Regions from separate parts of the Ovis aries genome. Here region 2 is linked to region 1. The links are chromatin contacts, called in public Hi-C maps. All regions are on one chromosome and are shown on one strand. The core of a region is the stretch at or near the end of the contact, and the rest is flanking DNA. Distances in the headings are between cores, read along the strand shown.

Region 1 (6,737 bases), core at 1,694-4,193:
TATCACTTGATCACCTTTTTCTCACTTCTTGAACCAGAAGCCCCGTGAGAGCAGGGCGAGGCTAGTGTGTCCGCCTCTGGGTGCCCAGCCACAAACTGCACCCAGCCCTCCATAGCAGTGTAATTGACATCTGCCAACCAATCAGATATCCTCATTCCTCCTCTCCAGGGAGAAGCACCATCGCCTCATGGGAAAGAGGAAACTGAGGGTCTGGGGGCACTCTCGGTTTCCCTCATCCCTGCCAGGGGCCCAATCTGCTGCTCACCTGGCTCAGGGGGCCCGTCTCGGGGCCTGGCGGGCAGTGGGCGGGGGCCACGTGGGCGAGGGCCAGGCCGGGCCAGGGCCACGGGCCCCAGGAACTCCACATAGGTGCCAGGGAAGTCACCGCGTTGCCGGGTACGCTCATTGAGGCCAGGCATCCAGCCGACGCTCTGCGGGCAGCGCTCGTTGCCCTCGGCCACGCCCAGCGCCTGCAGGGCGGCCCTGCTCACCACCAGCACATCACCCGGAAGTAGCTCCAGGTCCTCCGGCCGCTCCCGGCGGAATGGGTACAATGCACGGTATTGGAAGCCCTCAGGGCCAGCCATGGCTGGCAGGGTGGGGTCTGGATGGTCAGGTGGCTGCTTGGGGCCCCAGTGGCCCCATCAGCCCGGGGTGGGGGGCCGGGAGGGTCCGATGGATGGGCTTGGGGACTCAGGCTTCGATTTCCACCAAGAAGTTACAGGCGACCACCTGGGATGCTCACGCTTTGCTTCCCACCATTATTTCACGACCCTAACAAGGGTCACTCGTTGCTTGTTCCACCATTCGTCAACTGGTGGGAGGGGGTCGGCAGCCTGATCTCAGGTCACTCAGCTGCTGCGTCCCCCCTCAATCCGTAGGGTGGGGCCAGGTTGCTCACTCCCTCACGTGGGGGGCCATCGGCTCCCGAGGCTGGCGGCTCTTCCAGCTGCGCCAGGCGAGGGGGCCGAGGGCACAGGCTGTCACCATGCTCGGCTCGGGACACCGACCTAGGGGGAGAGGGGCGGGGCAGCATGAGTCGGTTTGAACTCCTGCCACCCTCAATTCAGAGCCAAACCCAAATCCCAGGTTAGAGTCCCCTAACTGGGTACCCTTGGGTCAGTCCCTGCACCTCTCTGGGCCTCCGTTTCCCCAGCTGTAAGATGGGTGAATAGCCCTCCCTTGGGGTTGTTGGGCACAGAGCTCCCAAGAATCTGCCCTGGGCACACTGCAAGTTCAGTAAACAAGTTTTTCTTCGCCCCTGTTAGAGATGGGGAAACTAAGGCTCAGAGTAAGCAGGTCTCTGTTGGACCATTCAGTGGGCCAGGAAGCCAGGACTGAAAAGCTCATTTTCACAAGGCCCAGGATGCATCCATCCCCAATGGCCAGTTAAACCCTGAATGCTCAGGGCGTAATGTGCAGGGTGTAATGGGAGATGATGTTCAGTGTGCTGTGGAGCCCTGAGGAGGGGCTGGGATGGCTGAGCGCAGTAAGAGGCGGCAGGGGCCAAAAGGGATAGGGAATGAAGTCCAAGCAGATGTCATAGCACAAGCAAAGGTGAGTCCAAGCAAATGGATCTCTGATCTCTGCAGGGGGAGGAGAGAACGGGGCGCTGTGGGGGCGGCGGGTGGTTCCTGACATGTCTCAGCTTCAGGCCCACAGTAGGTACTTAAAACAGAAGAGGGTTGGTGGGAATCCAAGAGGGCCTTAGCCCCAGAATAGACATGGAGCTGGGAAAGGGTAGCAGGAAGGACGGCACTGCAGTTGCCAAGCGGGTGGCTGCTGCATGCAGGGGCAATGATCACCCCCAAGGAGTCACCAATCCTGGGAGATATGGCCCAGCACAGACACATTCTCAATCACAGCCCTGCAGGTTGGGTCTTCCTGAGAGATTGGGGGTGGGGTGGGGGGGGGGGCGGTGCTTTTCTGAAAGGCGGTTCCTCACAGAGGACAGGAGGAGCGCTGGTCAGAAAGACTAGTACAGGCAAAGGCTTGACGGCAAGAAATACTTGTCAAGAGTTCAGAGTGGCCTTAAGAAAGCCACAGGCCAGGCAGGGCCTTGGGGGCCAGGTAGAGGGTCAGGCTTTATCCGTCGACCACAGGGAAACGCTAGAGGTGTCCAAGTACTGGGCACAAGCTCCACATTCCGGGACGCCCCAACATATCCACTCCCTGGCCCCTGGTCCCCCATTCTACAGATGGGGAAACTGAGGCCCAGCGACAGAGACGTCCAGAAAACCGCCTGAATCCGCTTGCCTGCCCGCCTCCGCGCCCTGCCGTGCACACGTCTGCACACGCCCCGGTGTGCGCGCCTGGGAACCAGCGCTCCCCGAATCCAAGAGGCGGGGTGGAGGGGCCAGGCTGGGGGCTTGGCGGAGGATGCAGGGCCTGCGAGCTCACGCGTGTGCAAATGCGCACTCGGGCCTGCGTGGACCCCGAAGCCCAGCTCGGGGGCCAGAGCGCAGTCGACCCTCTACCGTCTTGCACCCCACCACCCCACTATGCCCTACACAATGCCTGGGCGCCCCCTCTTTACTGCTCGACGCCCCACTCCCGGCAGGGCCTCCCTCAATTCAGGGCCGCGGCTCCAACCCCTTCTCTCTGCCTACAGTTCGCCGTTCCACCCTCATCTTCCAGGGCAGGCTGCACCAGGGCCAGGTCGAGCCCGAGGCCTCCCGCTCCCTGCGGCCCCCAGTTCCCGCGGGGCCCGATGCAGCCCTGCTCGCGTTCCGGCTTCCACCGCGGCCCCATACTCTGCCTGGGCGCCCCGCATCTGAGCGCACCCTCAACCCCGCCTGCCACGCGGACAGCTCACACTTACCTGGTCGTAGCCGCCACCGCAGCCGCCGCGGCCACCGTCACGCCGAACCGAGCCAGACCCGTGGCTTCACCGCGGCCGCCGTCGCCGCAGCCGCGGGATCCCCGCCTCCGCCGCTGCCGCCGCGGTTCCGAACGGTCGGGCCCGCCCCCCGGCGGAAATGGCCGAGTGCATTCGGGCCGGGCGGGTGATCTGGGGCCGAGGTGGGGCCAGAGGACGCCCGACTGCTTCCGGAAAGAGCCGAACGTACTCCCGCGGGACTGGAGGGGAACGTGGGGGGAACGTGGCCAGAGACAGCCGATCATTTCCGGAAACAGTCGAACACAATCGGATCAGATGAGTCACTCGCAGGCTGGACCCGGCTAGACTGGGCTGTACTGAGATGCCTGAGATTCCGGAAACGGCCGAGCGCTCTCCAGCCGGACTCGCAAAACAGGCTGGGCCTCGAAACTTCGGAAACTTACTGGAAAGAACCAAGTGTGCTTGGCCCCAAACGAGGCCCTGAGGACTTAGATCCAGAGGCGACTACCCACTTCCGGAAACTGCCGAGGCAGGGACGGCTCCCGAGAGCAAGTGAGGTGGCCCTGAGCTCAAGGAACTGAAGGTGGCATTTAGGTGGAACGGGCTCGCCACAGAAAGCTGAACGCTTCAGGAAACAAGCTGAGGGCCGAGAAGGGATCAGGCTTCAAAGCCGGGGTTTCCATGGTAGCCCAGAGCGTCTAGAAACAACTGAATTAACTCGCGGGCGGAGAGAACTACCCCAATGCCGGCCCGCAGGCGTATGACTGTTTCCGGAAAGAGCCGAAGACACTCGGAAATAAGGGGCGTGGCTACAGTTTCCGACCCTTCCTAACACTTCAAAAGTAATCTGAACGCACTCAGGCTGGGTTCCGACGTGGTGAGGGGAATTTTAGGGCACAGCCCAAGCGAAGACCAGTATAAAAAGGTCACAAAGATGGTTTATTTGTTCATTATCACAGTTTCAAGGCCCAGACGGTGTCTGTAGGAAGCTTTTAGGGACAGAGCCCATGATAGGTACTCAACCGGGAGAGGGTAGCTGGAGACCTGGATCAGAGAAGGCATCAAGAAGGATCTCAATGGTGCTCCCAGCAGCCTTCCAAACCCACTTCCGGCGACTTTGAGCCAAGGGTCTATTTTCATCCGACCCCACCCCACTCTTCCCTTACCCTTTTCTCAGCCCCTCAGAAATCCAGACATCGGACCTCCTCTTTGTAAATGTGAGCTTTTATTCACTGTCAGCTCCAGGATGGAAGGCGGGAGCAAAAGTCATGCACAGCCTTGATCTAGCTCCAACACCAGGCAGTGCTGTGTGGGTGGCTCCGGAAGGAACGCAGAGTGGGCTGCAGAGCCTGGAAAGTGCCCTTATCCTGTGGGACACAGCCATTACGTTAGCCATCTCCCAGTGGAAAACGGAGGCTCTGAGATGCCCAGTGGGTCACACAGCATTTCAGGGGAGAGGGTTGGAGTCGGAGTCTGCTGTATCTAACAGATTCTCCACAGCTCCCTTGACAATGCCCAGGACGGGCTGGCTGCATGACTCTTACCAGGAAAGCGTGGGGCATGTCTTTGCCCCTTGCCAGGCCTTAGTTATGGGGAGGACGACACTACCTCCAGCCTTCTCAAAGCTGACTGAGGAAGAAGCCACAAGTAAAAGCGCTTGGCATACAGTAGGTGCTTAATAAATAGTCATTAGTATTAGTTTTGTAAACACAAGGAAACTGAGGCACAGAGTGGGGAAGCCATTTTCCCAGAGCCAGTGAAGCCAAGATTGCAACCTGGGCCTCACTGCCCCCCGGTTGGATTTTCTTATTCGGATTTCATCCCAGCAAGGCTGTCACATATCGAAGGCACCTCCCAGGGGGTGTTTCAGACACATCATCGTCAAGTTCTCACCCTGGTAGGCATCAAATACAAAAAATTCTTGTCCAGGGTGGACATTCTTCCCCTACCCTGGCAGTACCCTTTGAGGCCTCTGCCTCCTGGGGCATCAGTGTCTGCCTGTGAAGTGGATGACTCCTCTGTCTATATTTGGTGAACTTCTACTCATACATCAAAGCCCCAGTTCCCACAACCCCTAAGCCTATAGAACTGGAGGCAGACTCTAGCAAGGCTGGCCTAGAGATGGAAGCCATGATAGTGGCAAGTGGCCTGCAGAATCCAGTCCATCATCAGAATTACTTTGTTTTGTGGTGGAGGGGAATTGTCTACAGACTCTCCAAGTCATCCAAATTGGGCCTGGACTGATAAGCTAGGCTGCATCCCTTCAAATGTATGGGTCTTGAGTCAGGGATGGGATCAAGTAACACACACACAAAAAAACTTTAAAAGAACAGAAAAACCATAAAACATGAACACGCGTTGACTTGTCCAAAGTGCTTCCTTCTCAGCCCGGGGGGGCAGGGTTTACAGATGGGTCCCAGGTGCCTGGGGCAAGACCTGGGCAGCCGCCTTAAGGTGGTGACTCAGTCTGACTGTCGCTTATAAAAAGTAATAAATTAGTTGCAGGGATCTGCTGCTATTTACAATGCCACCCTAGTCTCCCATTCCTGCCCCTACGGGCCCCTGATCGACCAGCTCCAGAACATGAAGGAGGCACTGTCTACACCGTCCGGCAAGAACTGTGATGGCCTCTCTTCTTTCAGATGTCAGAGGCTGGTGGCTCAGTCTCCATCCAGGTGTCAGTTTATGGAAAACACATTCCACAGAAAATGCATTGACTGCCAGGCCAGGGGGAGGCCAAGTAGATTAGTCTTTCCCAGAGGGTCCAAGGGCTCCTGACACGGCCTCAGCGCCCTCCACGGCAATTTGCGGCACCAAGGTGGGTGGCCCAGTGGCTTCTTCCAGTGGCTCATCAAAGCTCACCTCCTGCACGGCCTCTTGCTTCTTGAAGGAGTCTCGGCGCTCAGATAGATGCAGCCGTCGCATGATCACCAGCTCAGACTCCGGGCCGCGGCTGCGGCGCCCCAGATCCCCATCCAGTCGCTCACCTGTACCCAGCTTGTCAGCTGACTGGCCTCGGCGCAGCCTTGGGGATCGGGCAGGCACAGGCGGGTGCCCTGGCAGGGGTGAGGGTGAGCGGGGTGGGGGCGCGGGCACAAGTGGGCAGGCCAGTGGGGAGGGTGGGATGCTGCTGGTGGACTTGCGGCGGCCGGCTTTGGGGCGAGGTGGCCCGAGCTTGGCGGCCAGGCCATGCAGGGAGCTGGGGCGGGTGTGGCCGGCGGCAGCTGGAGATGCAGGGCTGCTGGAACTTGGGGATACACTGGGTGGAGACGCTGTGTCTGCGAGTGACAGGGGAGGGTCAGGCCACCAGTCTCAATGTCCCAGCCTCGAGGTGGGGTCCTGGGACTGACTGCAAAGCCCATATCATTTCCAGGCATGTGGTCACCTATCAGGCCTGGTTTTCCCTTTGCGCAGGTTCTTCCTTTGGCTTAGATCCGGTAAACTCCTATTCAACCATCAGAGCTCTAGCACCTTTCCATCCACTTCTTATCTAAATGCCCCAGCAAATCATTCGGCCAAAGGTACCTGTCCACTGTCCATCTGTCCATCCCATGAGCCATCCACCCACTGGTCCAGGAATTTATCCAATAAGGGCCCTGCCTCTGCCTGTACCCACTCTCCACCCCTACGCCTCAGCCTCAGAGGATGTCTGGTCTAAGGAGGGTAACGATGGCACAGATACCCCCAGCCCCGTGAGGTCAGGGTAGGCTAGAGGGAGAGACAGCAGTGGGGTCCTCAGAAGGCAGGGAGGGCTTCCGGAGAGCAGCTCTGTGGCTCTCCTCTAGGATGCCTTCCTTCCTCTGTGGACTGCCCCAGCCTGTCTCTCTCCCCCTCTAGACTGATGCTAACCCAGTGGAAACAGGGCTGTCTCTCACAGACTGGGGAACCTCAGGGGGAC
Region 2 (6,657 bases), core at 498-2,997, 39 kb after region 1:
GGGACCCTGAGCCAAGTGGTTGGTAGCCCCTGTGCTTTGGTTTCCCCATGTGTAATGTGGAGACACTGTAAAGCGGGGTCTGGGGTAAAAATGATCAGAAATTATTACCGTCGTGGGTTGTTGTGTTATTTTTGAACTTAGCAAGGGCCTTCGCAGACGATCGCAATACCGGCTAAATTTTACTCACAATCACTGAGCCTCCACTACGTACCAGGAACAGAGGCCTTTTTACAGGCAGGGTAACTGAGGCGCGGAGGGCAGCAGCTGCCCACATCTCTTGACTGAGGCAGGGTCGGGAATCCAGGTCTCTGGACACCACACACAAACACACACGCTGGGGCGGTAGCGTTGAGGATACACAACTATTTTTATCTCGGTGGGTTCAGGGCTGCCCACATCTAGAGTTGGGCGTTCGTCATGGCAACAATGACGTCATCAGCCCCCGCTGCCAATTGGAGGGGGCCGGAAGCTGCTGGGCGCCGAGATGACAGGGCTAGGAAGGGTTGGCGGGGTCTCCAGGCAGAGGAAGAGATGGATCTGCAGGGATAGGGCGAAGCCCCGAGGCTGGACCCCAACTACCTTGAGATCAGAAAATCAAGTCAGAGCCCTTCAAGATGGGAGGAGGCTCACCTGCCAACCTGAAGTCTCCTTGTTTGCTTGAATACCTCCGGGGATGGAGAGCTCAGTATCGTGTGGGGCAAACGGTCCCAGACCCACCACCATTCGGGGCTCCACTGGCCCCCTCCAATTGTTGTGAGTTCTTATGCCGGCTTCCTCCTTCCTCTACTAACCGGCAAAACAGGGAGGAGCTGGGATCTGAGCTCAGGGGTTTTTGCTGTGCCCACACGTGTACACACACACACATACCCCCCTATCCCAGCCAATTCCTTCTAAAACCCTCACAGTCCTTGGTTCCCAGTCTGGCTCCTCAATCTGGGCTGTATGATCTTCGCCAAACAACTTCATCCCTCTGAGCCTCAGTTTCCTTGTTTGGAAATGGTCCAGTTACATGGGGCCCTGTCAGGCTTAGGGCTGGGGGAGGCTTTGATAAAAAGAAGCCAAGACAATTGTTTTGTGAGGTTGATAATTCACAATTAATCCACAAATTTTAATTTACTTCCAAAATACAAAAAGATGTGAAGTGGCAAAGAGAGATGAGGGAAGGTCAGTAGCTCCCTGCATAGGCTCAGTGGAATGCTGGGCCCACATGGAACTCTCCCGGAACCACCCCCGGACCCTCTGCTCCCTGCACCATCTGCTTCTGCCTTCAACCTCCTCTTTGCCAGCTGTTCTCGCCTAGAAAGAGGGAGTGGTTCTCGCCTAGAAAGGGGGTGGAGGTGGCGGGGAGGGGTCCAACCCCCTGGAACCGCCCTTTAAAGATAATATTTATGGTATCCGCTTCTGGGCTGGGTGATGCTGCCTCTTCACCAGAAGCCTCAGCTCCACCTGGAGGAATCCCCAGTCTGAAGGAGACAGGGGAAGGCATGGACACCCCCATACTGGAGGCACTAGCAAGGACCCAGAGGAAGAGAAGGGGCTAGAGGGAGTGGAGAGCCAAAAGACTTCCTGGAGGGGTCTTCAAGTTGGACCAGCAGGCTAACGGGAGATAGTAGGGTGGAGGTGGGACTCAGCCCGGTAGGACCAAGTCTCACGGGAAGGCGGCAGCTGGAGCAGAGAGAGAGAGATCAGTAAGGACCACATGGCACAGCCAGAGGACTTCCTGGAGGAGGAGAATAGTTGGAACTGGGCCATGAGAATGCCAGATGGCCCTTCCAGGGAGCTTCCCCAGCAGCAGCAGAGACAAAGTCCAGACACAGACTGGCCAATTTCTCTGTCCCCGCATGCTCTGTTTGGGGATCTGGTGTTATAAAATTCTGTCATTGGTGAAGCAAAGGGCCAAATGGGAAAAGAAAATAATGATAGACTAATAGTGGTAGTAATCCTAGTAATAACAGCTTATGTTAACTGGCGCCGACAATCGCTACACAGAAGGCTGAGCTTAACCCAAACCAGGAAGAGCCAGTCTCCTCTTCCCTTTACCCACAGCCAAGGCAAACTGGTGGCCCAGGGGCCAAGCCAGGTCCTATTTATCACCTGCTAGTATTCAGTCAGGCTTCCCTGGTGGCTTAGCGATGAAGAATCTGCCCACCAATGAAGGAGACAAAGGCTTGATCCCTTGGTGGGGAAGATCCTCTGGAGAAGGAAAAAGCAACCCACTCCAGTATTCTTGCCTGGGAAATCTCATGGACAGAGGAGCCTGTTGGGCTACAGTCCAAGGAGTTGCAAAGACCTGGACACACTTATCAACTAAACAACAAAACCACTCAGCCAACAGCATACCCTGCATTGCCACAGTCAGACTGGCCAAGACACCTCCATGTATTGTCTGGACTGCTCAATCAGCTCATGACTTTCCCGAACTTTTATGAATTGACTCTTTGACCTGTGGCAAAGATTAGCCTCCAGGATAAATGATTGACTTGATTGACTCTGATCAGCAGGCTGCCCCCTGATGGGGAGGGGGGAGGTGGGATGGGGGGGCTGCTCAGGGCTCCAACTGAAGGAGTGTGTGACTGATCCCCCAAATCGAAGCCCTCAACATCTTTGCACTCTCAAGTGCCAGACCAGTTAGAATTTCAATTCTGACTTCCTGGCTGTTACTTTCCCTCTCTGAGCCTCAGTTTCCCCCTCTGATAAATAAAGCTAATAATCCCCTGGGCTGTTGGAGACTTAAATACATGCTTAGCATTTAGCATTTGTAGGTGCCCCATAATGTGAGCAGTTTTATTTACACTCCTACTGTTATTTTAAAAAATATTTTCATTTTATCTCCTACTTGGTCCTTTACAAGATGCTTTCCTTGTTTCTGGCTCTTTTTTAGACCCCCACCTGCTCCAGAGGAGTCTTTCAAAGCTCTCAGATCTGACATGACCTCCCCTGCTCCAGCACCTTCCACAGCTCCTAATCACCCTAGGGAGAAAGTCTAACCTCTTCAAAATCAGTGCTAGAAGCCCTAGAAGAAGATGAATCCATCTCACGTGCCCAGTTCCGCTGCTAAGAAATGGTCTCTGCTTGCCCCATAAACACATATGTCTGCATACCTCTGAGCATTTCCACGTGCTGTTCCCTCTGCTCAGGTTGCCCTCACTCACCTGGGCAATCCCTACTCATCCCTTCACCTCCTTGGATGGAGTCCTGCCAATGTGGGGTTGGTCTGGAGGGAGAGCTAGGTCGGTGTGGGTTCAGATCCTGATTCTGTTAACCACTGGGACACCTGGACAGAGCTTATGATTCTATGAGCCTTAGTTTCCCCATTTGTAACATGGGATTCGTCCTCAGGGAATGGGTACCTCCTCCCCATGGAACAGGCCCCCACTTTCTGACGTCAGTTGCACCCCCATTCGCCTACCCGAAGGCAGTTTCTCTATTTTAAGAGGCTGCGGGCGGGGCTCAAATCTATCTGGGGCTCTGGGCGGGGCCTGGTTCCCCAGTGCTCACTAGTCCAGCTGAACCCCTTCGTCTATGCTCACAGTCCCCCTGCTCTTGCCTTGGGCAATGACCCCTGCCCTTCTCCTGCCCCTCCTTCCCCATGCCATCAGGGTCTCTGCCTTTCAGCTCTACCCACACCCTCCCTGTTCCCCAACCCAAATCCAGGTGACCGCACCCCCCTTCACCTTTAGACAGGTTCACAGTCTGGCAGCCAGGTTCAAGGCCTGCCTTTCCCCATTCTCCTCAGCTTCAGTACCCATTTCCCCTGTCCTTTCTGGCTTCTCTCAGCCTCATTCATTCCCCAAACACCAACCCCCTGCCCTGCCACCAGGGGCTGCCTTCTCTGTCCCAAAGCCACTGGCAACCATCAATTCAGGTACCTTCTCCAGGGGTGCCTGAGGGTGCCCCATGGCACCTGACCCCTCGGCAGGGTCACTGCTGCTCAGGCATTCATCTCCCCCAACAGGCTGGGAGATCCAGGAGGGCAGTTCCAGGGGTGAACACCCCTCACCACCACTGCTGCCTCTTGGAGCCAGGAGACTACAGTAGGCACTCAATAAGTGTTTTTTGGGTAAATGATGAATCCCGGTTTCCCCACTAGCAACCGGTGGCTTCTACATTGTGGTCTAAGCTCCAGGGAAAGGGCTAGATTGTCTAAATTCCCATTGAACTGACGGAGAAACTGAGGTCCAGAGAGATCAAAGGAGTGCTGCCCGGGGTCACCCACATTGGAATGTCAGCCTCTGCTAGCTGTGATGCCTTTTTTCTTATCTCCTCGCGGCGCAGCCTCCCCCACACAAACCCGAGGCAAGGGGTCAGAAAAGGAGGGCCCTTATAGCGAATGGGGAAACTGAAGTCCGGAGACGCAAGAGTGCCTCCCACCGCCCCTGCCCCCACACCCCAGGCCACACAGCCAGTTGGCAGTGGCTGGTGCACCAGAGAGCTGGTTAAGGGTGGGCAAATTACATGCCGCTGGGCGACCTCGGGATTGTGACTTTCTTAGACTGGAGCCTCAGTTTCCTTGTCTGATGAAAGGGCTGCCTGACAGCCCCAGCCTCCCCATCTTGCCTTATAGGTGAGCTGAGACAGGGGTGCGATGGCGCTGCGAAGGCACGAAGCACGTATTAATACACATTAATTAATATTACTATATCCCTAGTAAAAAGATTAATACAACATATCACTAGTAAAAGGATTAACACCAACGACATGAACATACGATGAGCACTCAAAGGCTGTCGTTGCTCGTATTATTAGAGCTCCTGCTGGAGAGAGCGAAACCCTCAGCCCCTTTCCCCCAAGGAGCCTCAGTTTCTCCATATGGCAAATGGGCATACCCTCTTCTCACCTAGGGAAAAGCACTTTGAGATTTGAGTGCATAAGCGGGAGCCCCCGGAGCGCGCCCCTCCCTCTGCCTCGGCTTCCCCCCGGTCCGTCCAAGCCCGGATCCCGCACCCAGGCAGGTTCACTCCACCAGCGATCTCTGCCCGCTCGCACGGGGCCTCACCTGGAGCCCACGGCGCCGCAGGAGGCTCGGCTCGTCCATTGCCCGCTAGTCCGCACTGCCGGCCGGCTCCCGGCCCCGCCTCAGCCATCCAGGCCCCGCCACCCCGCGCCATTGGCCAAACAGGTCAGCTGACGAGGCCTGACCCCGCCCCTCTCCGGGAGCTGGCTACGAAAGGCCCGCCCCTTTCGGGAGAGCCTGCCCCGCCCTTCCAGGCCCCGCCCCGCCCCTAGAGCCTAGAAGTAAACACTTTGCAATACATCTTCCTAGAAGAATTATCCCCATTTTGCAAACGAGGAAACTGAGGCTCAGGATCCATGTGCCTGGAGCACACAACAAGGGTGAGGTGGTGGGGTATTCACTGCTGTGCAAAATTTAACAAGGGCTCACACACACACACACAATCCTTAAGATACACAACATTTAAAAAACAATAAAGAATCAAAGCTAACGCAAAAATGCATGATGAACTAGACATCAACATTTTAAATACAGGATCAGACTCTGCCTTTGCACGACCCTGACTGCTTGCCTCACTCCAATTCTGGCCCTTGTCCCAATAAAACTTTATTTAGAAGAATAAGAAACCACTGTAGTTGTCAGTTTCTTTTTTGATGATGACTGCCTTTGCTGAGTGTCAACTGAGCACCCAACTAAATGCTTCATGAGGACCTCCCCTCATAGGTATCTGATGGTAATTGTTCACCATGACTTTGTAGAAGGGAAAGGGAGGCTGGAAAAAGCCTGAAGTCCCAAACTGGCATCTACATTCTCTCTTTCCCCGGAACTCCCACTGTCTCTGCAGCTGCAGGTTCCTTCTTTTACCCTAATGTTCCACCTGACATGACTGTACATTCTCAGGTTGGAGGTGACCTGGCTAATCGTCTGTGAGGTACTGTAAGATCACACCAAGTTACGGTAGCCAGACTGAGCACATAAGAATATAGGTGGTTGTTGTTTAGTTGCTAAGTTGTGTCCGACAATCTGCAACCCCATGGACTATAGCCCGCCAGGCTCCTCTGTCCATGGAATTTCCCAGACAAGAATACTGGAGTGGGTTCCCATTTCCTTCTCCAGGGGGTCTTCCTGACACAGAGATCAAACCCATGTCTCCTGCATTGCCAGGTGGATTCTTTACCACTGAGCCACCAGGGAAGCCTGTTTGGAAAAAAAAAAAAAAAAAAAAAAAACAGGACTCCAAGACAAAATTTGTTTTTCTCATACGTGTGTTGAAATGGGCATGTGACTTGCCTACCCTAAAGTTTACCCTTTTAAAGCGTACAATTCTGTGGTTTTTAGACATATTCACAGAGTTGTGCAATCAGTACTGCTATCTAACTCCACAACACTTTCATCAACCCCAAAAGACCTCCTACACTAGTGAGCTGTCACCTCCTACTCTCCCTCCCCTCAGCCCCTGGTAAACACCAATGTACTGTGAATTTGCCTTTCTGGACATTTCATGTAAATAGAATCATACAACGTGTGGTCTCTTGGGTCGGACTTCTTTCGCTCAGCACAATGTTGTCAAGATTCATTCGCATTGCAGCAAATGCCACTCCTTTCCGTTTTAGGGGTGAATAATGTTCTATTGCATGGATAGTGTTTTGTTTATTCATTTATCCATTAATGGATATTTGAGTTATTCTACTTTTTGCTTCTTG

The links. A called contact is a pair of places that touch in the nucleus more often than the background predicts.
Region 2: a Hi-C map of liver shows a contact between it and region 1, with 2.4 times the contacts expected there. The contact joins the enhancer-like site here to the promoter of PIK3R2 in region 1. A contact is called at or near these places in 12 of 16 Hi-C or Micro-C datasets (blood, hypothalamus, liver and 5 more).

The regions. Positions count from the first base shown.
Region 1 is chr5:4,839,248-4,845,984 of ARS-UI_Ramb_v3.0, forward strand. PIK3R2 (phosphoinositide-3-kinase regulatory subunit 2) reads right to left here and starts at 2,944. Exons shown (of 14, transcript XM_042249644.2): 1 at 2,822-2,944; 2 at 266-1,010. The coding sequence starts at 587. It overlaps MAST3 (microtubule associated serine/threonine kinase 3), which reads right to left. Exons shown (of 29, transcript XM_042249637.2): 29 at 4,046-6,117. The coding sequence ends at 5,585.
Region 2 is chr5:4,879,609-4,886,265 of ARS-UI_Ramb_v3.0, forward strand. All of the region lies in intron 2 of MAST3 (microtubule associated serine/threonine kinase 3), which reads right to left. Among named protein-coding and RNA genes, the nearest start is that of MAST3, 9.9 kb to the right of the region's middle. Within about 2 kb of position 1,748, at least 2 of the 54 cell types and tissues checked have an H3K27ac peak or open chromatin away from gene starts, as enhancers often do. A contact at or near this core is called in liver, where this site is marked.